Regions from separate parts of the Sus scrofa genome. Here region 1 is linked to region 2. A link is a contact called in public HiChIP or PLAC-seq data. All regions are on one chromosome and are shown on one strand. Each heading gives the region's core, a stretch centred on a gene start, on an enhancer-like site or on the middle of the called end of the contact. The rest is flanking DNA. Distances are from core to core; before and after follow the strand shown.

Region 1 (2,946 bases), core at 104-2,603, 540 kb before region 2:
TGGAAGAACTTGGGTAAATGTCTAAGGCAGAAGGCCCCAGCAGAGCAGGCTGGGAGGCGGTATGTGGGTTCTCAAGTCCAGCTGTGGGACAGCAGGTTTCACCCAGTTCCCAGGAAGATAGGTGCCCACACCGTGCCTTTCCCAGACTCACACAGAGGGGCCTTGTGGGCTGGTGTGTCCCAAAGTCTGGTGCATTCAGGGAATTGAATGCCCAATGAATGGTGAGGAGCTTAAACCTCTTTGCCAGTTTTCAGCTGCTCCATGTAGATTTCAGCTGTCCTCATTTGTACCTATTGACCTACAGGTACCGGTCTCTCCATTACTGAGAGTTAAAACCACTCTCTGTCCAGGTCCATTGACCTTGCCCCTTAGGGAGATATGGCTTATCCCCCTGCATAAAAGCTCACGTCCTCTGGATCCAACCAAGTCCCTCATTTGCAGGCATCCCATCAGAATCGCCCAAGAACTTGATGGGATGCTGTCATTACTCTGTGCCCAGCGCATAGCACATAGTAGGTGTGCAACTAAATGCATGGTTGTATGAATGAATCTGTTTCCAAAAACATGGGGACTTCCCTATGGGAACACTTCTCGCCCAGCCTGAATCGGGGTCTATGGTAGCACGCATTTAGCGCCCACTTCTCTGCACACCATCTGTAACCCGCAAAAGTGGTGTACACTCTTCATCTCTGCCGTCCCACCTCTCCGGAGCTACTTCAGCCCCTCCAAAGGCCACCAAGGACAAAATAAAGCAGAAAACAATGCCCGGAGGACCACGCTCCAGATGCTGCAGAAACAACTGTTCACACTCTCGGTCCTAGCTTATTATTTTATACATAGTGATAACTAGCTTTTTTTTCTCTTTTGTCCTTTTAGGGCCGCATCTGCAACATATGGAGATTCCCAGGCTAGGGGTCGAATCAGAGCTATTGCTGCCAGCCTACGCCAGAGCCACAGCAATGCCAGATCTGAGCCTCGTCTGTGACCTACACCACAGCTCACAGCAACGCCGGATCCTTAACCCACTGAGCGAGGCCAGGGATCAAACCCGCAACCTCCTGGTTCCTTGTCGGATTCGTTCCTTGTCGGGAACTCCTAGTTTTGATTCTCTGTTGGCTTAACCTCCTGCAGAATAGAAACTGTACGAAGAAAGCCTGGCTCCTTGGGTTAGGATGTGGGAAGAAGGCGACGAGGAGGCTAGCATGGATGATGCTGACAAAAGATAACGGATTGCTCACCTACCATCATTACCATTGGGGCTTGAGAGGGGCTTACCAGCTTCCAAGCAGGATTCGCTCAGCCACAGCCGCTGCTGTTGGGGCTTCTCTGCATAATACTCTTTCAGGGATACGTGCCTTGTAGACAGTTCTGCTTTTTTGCTCCAGTTCATCCTTGGTGGCTGCCTCTATGCTGTGACCGTCAGTCCCCAGCCCCTTCTATTTCCTCCTTTTCCACCTCGGCCTCTGAAACGCCGTGGAACTGCCCCTGCCAATTACGACTACAGGCAAAAACTGCACACCAACTATCAAGCATCTGTTCCTCAATTTCTCACTAGCTGCAACTTTGAATAACATTTCCTCTGAGTATAAGAAGATGCTCCAAACTGAGAATTTCCTTGCTTACGCAATTTTTTTTTTTTTTTCTGGTGTCTGCCTTGTGGTTTAGATGCCACATCTTAACTTCTCCTTCCTCAAAGGGTCAGTGCAACTCTGCCATCTTGTTCCATCTGGGTCTTTTTCCCATAAGCCATAAACCAAAGTTTGTGAGCATTTTTCCCGTCCCTTTCTGAGCCAGGCTCCTTCCCTGGGCGCTGTCTGAAAATAACTTCGCTACCATCTCACATAGGTCCAATCACTCCAGCTTATCTCATGTCTGTTTTCTGCATGTAGATTACAGTTTTCCCCCTAATACACCAGCAAATACTTGGTGACTGCATATTTATGTGCCAGTATTCTGTAAAGTATAATCTGGGAGACAGACTGGAAAACCTGATTTTTGTCAGCTTGTGTCACGCAAGCCTGTACGAATACAGGAAAGCGTGAGATATGCGGTGAGGGGCATTGTGCAGCGGGGCCCCCATGTCTCTCCTGAGTGATGCAGGGGAATGTGGTATTTCCAGCTACAAAGCATCCTTCTGGGCTTGGAGTTGCTCTGCCCCTTTCCCACCCAAGAAAGCCTAGGAAATTTAGGGGGTGATGGGATATTTTCAAAGGGATAATCTTAAATACTCTTTACTCTCTTTCTCAGATGAGCCATCTTTTGCAAACTGTGAGACTTAGTGACAAAACACCATATCCCCTCTAACCCATGAACCCCATCCATGCAGCTCAGGGTACTGCAGTTGAAGCTGGTTGGCAAAGATAGGGCTGTTTTCTGATCACACTTCAAAGAAAGAAATGGCGTTCTCGAACTGCCTTTGCTCGCAACTGCCGATTGCATTTGGCAGAACGAGGTTGTGCAGAGAGATAAGCCTGGAAAAGGGGCAGTTGCTGTTACATTCTTGGTTGATTGTGGCCCCTCCTAACGCAGGAAGTATGCGAGTATCTCATACTCAAGACTGGAGCCAAAGCTGTCATGTCATTTCCACACCTCTCTGAGTCTCAATTTCCTTGTGTGGAAGCATGGGCATTTTCATGCTTGCCTCTTAAGGACTGTGGTGGAAATTCAGTAGAAAGAATTTTGTGAGAGCCCTCAGCACTGTGCTGGGATTAAGTGGTTTCTTGATAAATATTTGCTGGGTGCAAAAAAAAAAAAAAAAATAATAATGGTATTTATTTAAGAGTCTGCTATGCAATTTTTCTTTCTTTCTTTTTATTTATTTATTTATGTATTTATTTTGTGTCTTTTTTGCCTTTTCTACGGCCACACCTGCGGCATATGGAGGTCCCCAGGGTAGGGGTCTAATCGGAGCTGTAGCCACCAGTCTATGCCAGAGCTACAGCAATG
Region 2 (3,146 bases), core at 189-2,688:
AGAAAGGCAACAGTACCTATAATATTTACAGACAATAAGCAAAGTACTCAAGACCCCACATTTGTCAGCTTTGGCTTCAAATTCAGAACCCATTTGGGTGGTGACAAGACAACAGGGTTTTTCATAATCTATAATCATGTAAACCACACCGAGAAAAAGCTGCACACCAAACTTGCAAGATATGACCCGTATGAGAAGAAAAAGACCTTACGAGAACACTGACAAGAACACAACCAAAGAATAATGTTAAGAGGAACTCAAGGGCAAATATCGGTGCTGACAAAAATTAAAGATGGTTAACCGCCTCATCTGGGGCACTTTGGCAGATTTCCCACCAGAGATGCTGTTCGTAAACTACATATTTAAACAAAACTGGATCGCCAATACAAACATGGCTTTTCTATACTTTTCATTTTATATTATTAAAAATTATACCCCGAGACCTTGTAATACACGTTTGTGGATAAACAGTCACACTACCCAGAAGGCACCTGTAAACCAGATTTGAAGCAGGCATGATGGATAAAGAACTGGATTCAGAAGAAATGGGGATAATCTAATAGCCAGTGGTCAGGAGCTAAGAGAGACATGTGCCAATCTGATCAGTGCTGCATGTTGCAGGGTCTCCATGATCCCTGCCTCAACAGTACTAGAGGTGAAAACACATCCCTCCCTGGATGCCATACCCCTTCTGGCCATTACCAGCCTAATGGTATTCATATGAGGCCCTGGATTGGCTTTGGGCATTTCCAGGCCTACAGTCACAAAATTCCTCCACTCGGCCCTGAACTCTAGGGATACACTTTCAATGGAGGAAGCCAAGGTTTCAGGTATACCAAGTAGCAGGTGCTTGCCATATTCAAATCAATTCGCATTTAGCAATGGGCTTCAAAGGAAATAACTAGGGGTAGGAGCTGCGCAGTATCTTAGTTTTGTTGGCGCCATGTTATTAAGGGCTCAGTGCAAATGTCATCCACATTTATTTAGGCATTCTTTGACCAACCAATTTAAAAAGCCAGTCGCCCTGTCGTGTTTTCTTCATACCTCTATTTGAATTTGCCTTGTCTGTTTACTTTTGTTTTCTCTTTGTCACCTACACTGAACATAAGCTCCAGGAAAGCTGTGGACCTGCAGCCATGTCACCGGCTCTTGGAAGAAACAGCACAAGCCCTATTGCTCTTCAATAGGAATTTGTTGGTTGGTGGTCGGCTGGATGGTTGGCGGGGTGGGAAGAGGTCGCTGCACTAGCAGCTGCTCGAGTCACTCTAGATATATCCGAATCAGCCTGAACAAAGGAATATGGACACTTTCCCAAACGCCTCCGTGCTGAAAACCCGAGCAGAGGAAACAGGCACCATGAGCGAGCCAGGACAGCCTCTCCAAAACGGCGCAGACCGGAAGCGGCAGGAGGCGTTTCCGGAAGTGAGGATTGGAGCCGGCGGAAATGCTCCTGCGACTCGCAGGTGCCCTGTGGAGGCTGTTGAGGGGCTCGGCGCCTGCGGGTGCCCACCACCCCACCCACTCCCGGCCTAGAAATTTCCCTTCCACCCATCTCCTTGAGTGGAGTGTCGGGCCCCAAGCCAGCGGACTGGGAGGTCCGCGCTCCCCTCCTGCTGCTTGGTCTGTTTGCTGGTTGCCCCGACAACAACCACTTCCGGCAACTGTGCTGGGCGAATCCGGCTCGGCGGGTAGGCTCAGGCACCCGCGGTCCTCCAGGACTGTGTAGAGGGTTGCTCAGCAGCACCTGCTTCCTGTAGTGGAGAACTAGATCTCCGCGCACCGTAGCTTCCCCAGCCCCGGAGTCCGACCTGGAGTCGTGGCCCCTCAAACTTTGTTTCCTGTTTCTCCGGGCAACAGCCACTTCCGGGAGCGAGTTTGGTTCCCCCCGCACAGCGGAGGCCGGAGCTCTGGGTTCCGGCCTAACTGCCAGCAGCAGTTAGTCGGTCGACGCGGTTCGCCTGGCGGGTGACCGCGGCCCGCTCCTCCCCCGGCCTTCTCGCCGTCTCGGCGGGGCCTCCGGGGCCACCATGGTTCTGCTGCACGTGAAACGGGGCGACGAGAGCCAGTTCTTGCTGCAGGCACCAGGGAGCACGGAGCTGGAGGAGCTTACCGTGCAGGTGGCCCAGGTTTACAACGCGCGGCTCAAGGTGCAGCGCATCTGCTCAGGTGCGGCCCCGCAGCGCCTCAAGTTTGCGACGTGGGATCCTGGACCGCTCCGGGTCCGGGAGGGAGGGAGAAACGGAGCGGTCTGGAACGGAGGAAGTTGGGCGGGACCCACGAGGCTTTCAGAAGCAGGCTCGGGGCGAGGGTCAAGTTTGTGAAGATTTACAAAAGATGTGCGACAGCCGGGCTTGAAATGGGACCGCGGCGTTCGCCAAGAGATGCTTGGAGAGCTGGCTGGCCCACCCCAGGGTCTGGGAGCCGGGATTGGGGCGCTGGGAGCAAACAAACTGAAATAGGCCCAGTACAGAGGCAAGAAGCACAGGAGGGAACAGAAAGCCTGGGCCCAAGAGCAGGTGTTGTCTGATTTGAGCAAGTGTGAGAGGTGGGACGACCAAAGGGCCGTTTTTTTAAAAAAGGGAATTCCGTGTTTTGTGACTTTTGAGGTAGAACAGTTTCTGGATGAATCGCTCAGCTTTGGGACAGCCTTCAGGGGTGAGAAAGAGTGAGAGAGCCTCGTTGATCTTACCTCTCATGGTGTTCCCTTCCCCAGGAAACAGCCTGAGTCTCATGTTACAATGTTTTGGTCGCTTGCTCTCTCAACGCTCTGGAGCAGTGCCGTCCAATGGAACTTTCCACCGCGGAGCAAATGTTCCTTGGTCGTGCTGTCAGCAAGGCATCCACTAGCTGCATGTGGTGGTTGAGCATGACCAAAACGGCTGCATTTTTTATTTTATTTACGTTTAAATTTAAGTAGGAAGATGCAGTTAGTAACTACCATTAGGCAGCACAGCACTTGACAGGATGATACTCCAGGTGTGGTCTAGAATGTGATTTTTTTCCTATGATACCATGATTTTGGTGCCATGGAGTACTTCTTAAGGGTCCTGCTTTCTCCCTTTAGGGGTGATATGTATAGTTTCTTACTAAGACTTACTGATTCCAAAACAAGCTCTGTAGTAAAAGTTATTTTGTTCTGTTTTGGC

Evidence for each region. HiChIP or PLAC-seq counts read pairs in DNA pulled down with a chosen protein or histone mark.
Region 1: an H3K27ac HiChIP or PLAC-seq map of alveolar macrophages shows a contact between it and region 2. The contact joins the promoter of IFNAR2 here to the promoter of C13H21orf59 in region 2. A contact is called at or near these places in 2 of 47 Hi-C or Micro-C datasets (embryonic fibroblasts and epiblast stem cells) and 1 of 2 datasets of contacts at active chromatin or transcription factors (alveolar macrophages).

Annotation. Positions count from the first base shown.
Region 1 is chr13:196,764,494-196,767,439 of Sscrofa11.1, reverse strand. IFNAR2 (interferon alpha and beta receptor subunit 2) reads right to left here and starts at 1,353. Exons shown (of 10, transcript NM_001204775.2): 1 at 1,276-1,353. The region is part of intron 4 of LOC110256370 (40S ribosomal protein S2-like); the gene reads left to right.
Region 2 is chr13:196,223,687-196,226,832 of Sscrofa11.1, reverse strand. It overlaps C13H21orf59 (UPF0769 protein C21orf59 homolog), which reads left to right and starts at 1,438. Exons shown (of 7, transcript XM_003132752.4): 1 at 1,438-2,166. The coding sequence starts at 2,028. LOC102160250 (40S ribosomal protein S24-like) reads left to right here. Exons shown (of 1, transcript XM_005670326.1): 1 at 1-222. The coding sequence ends at 222.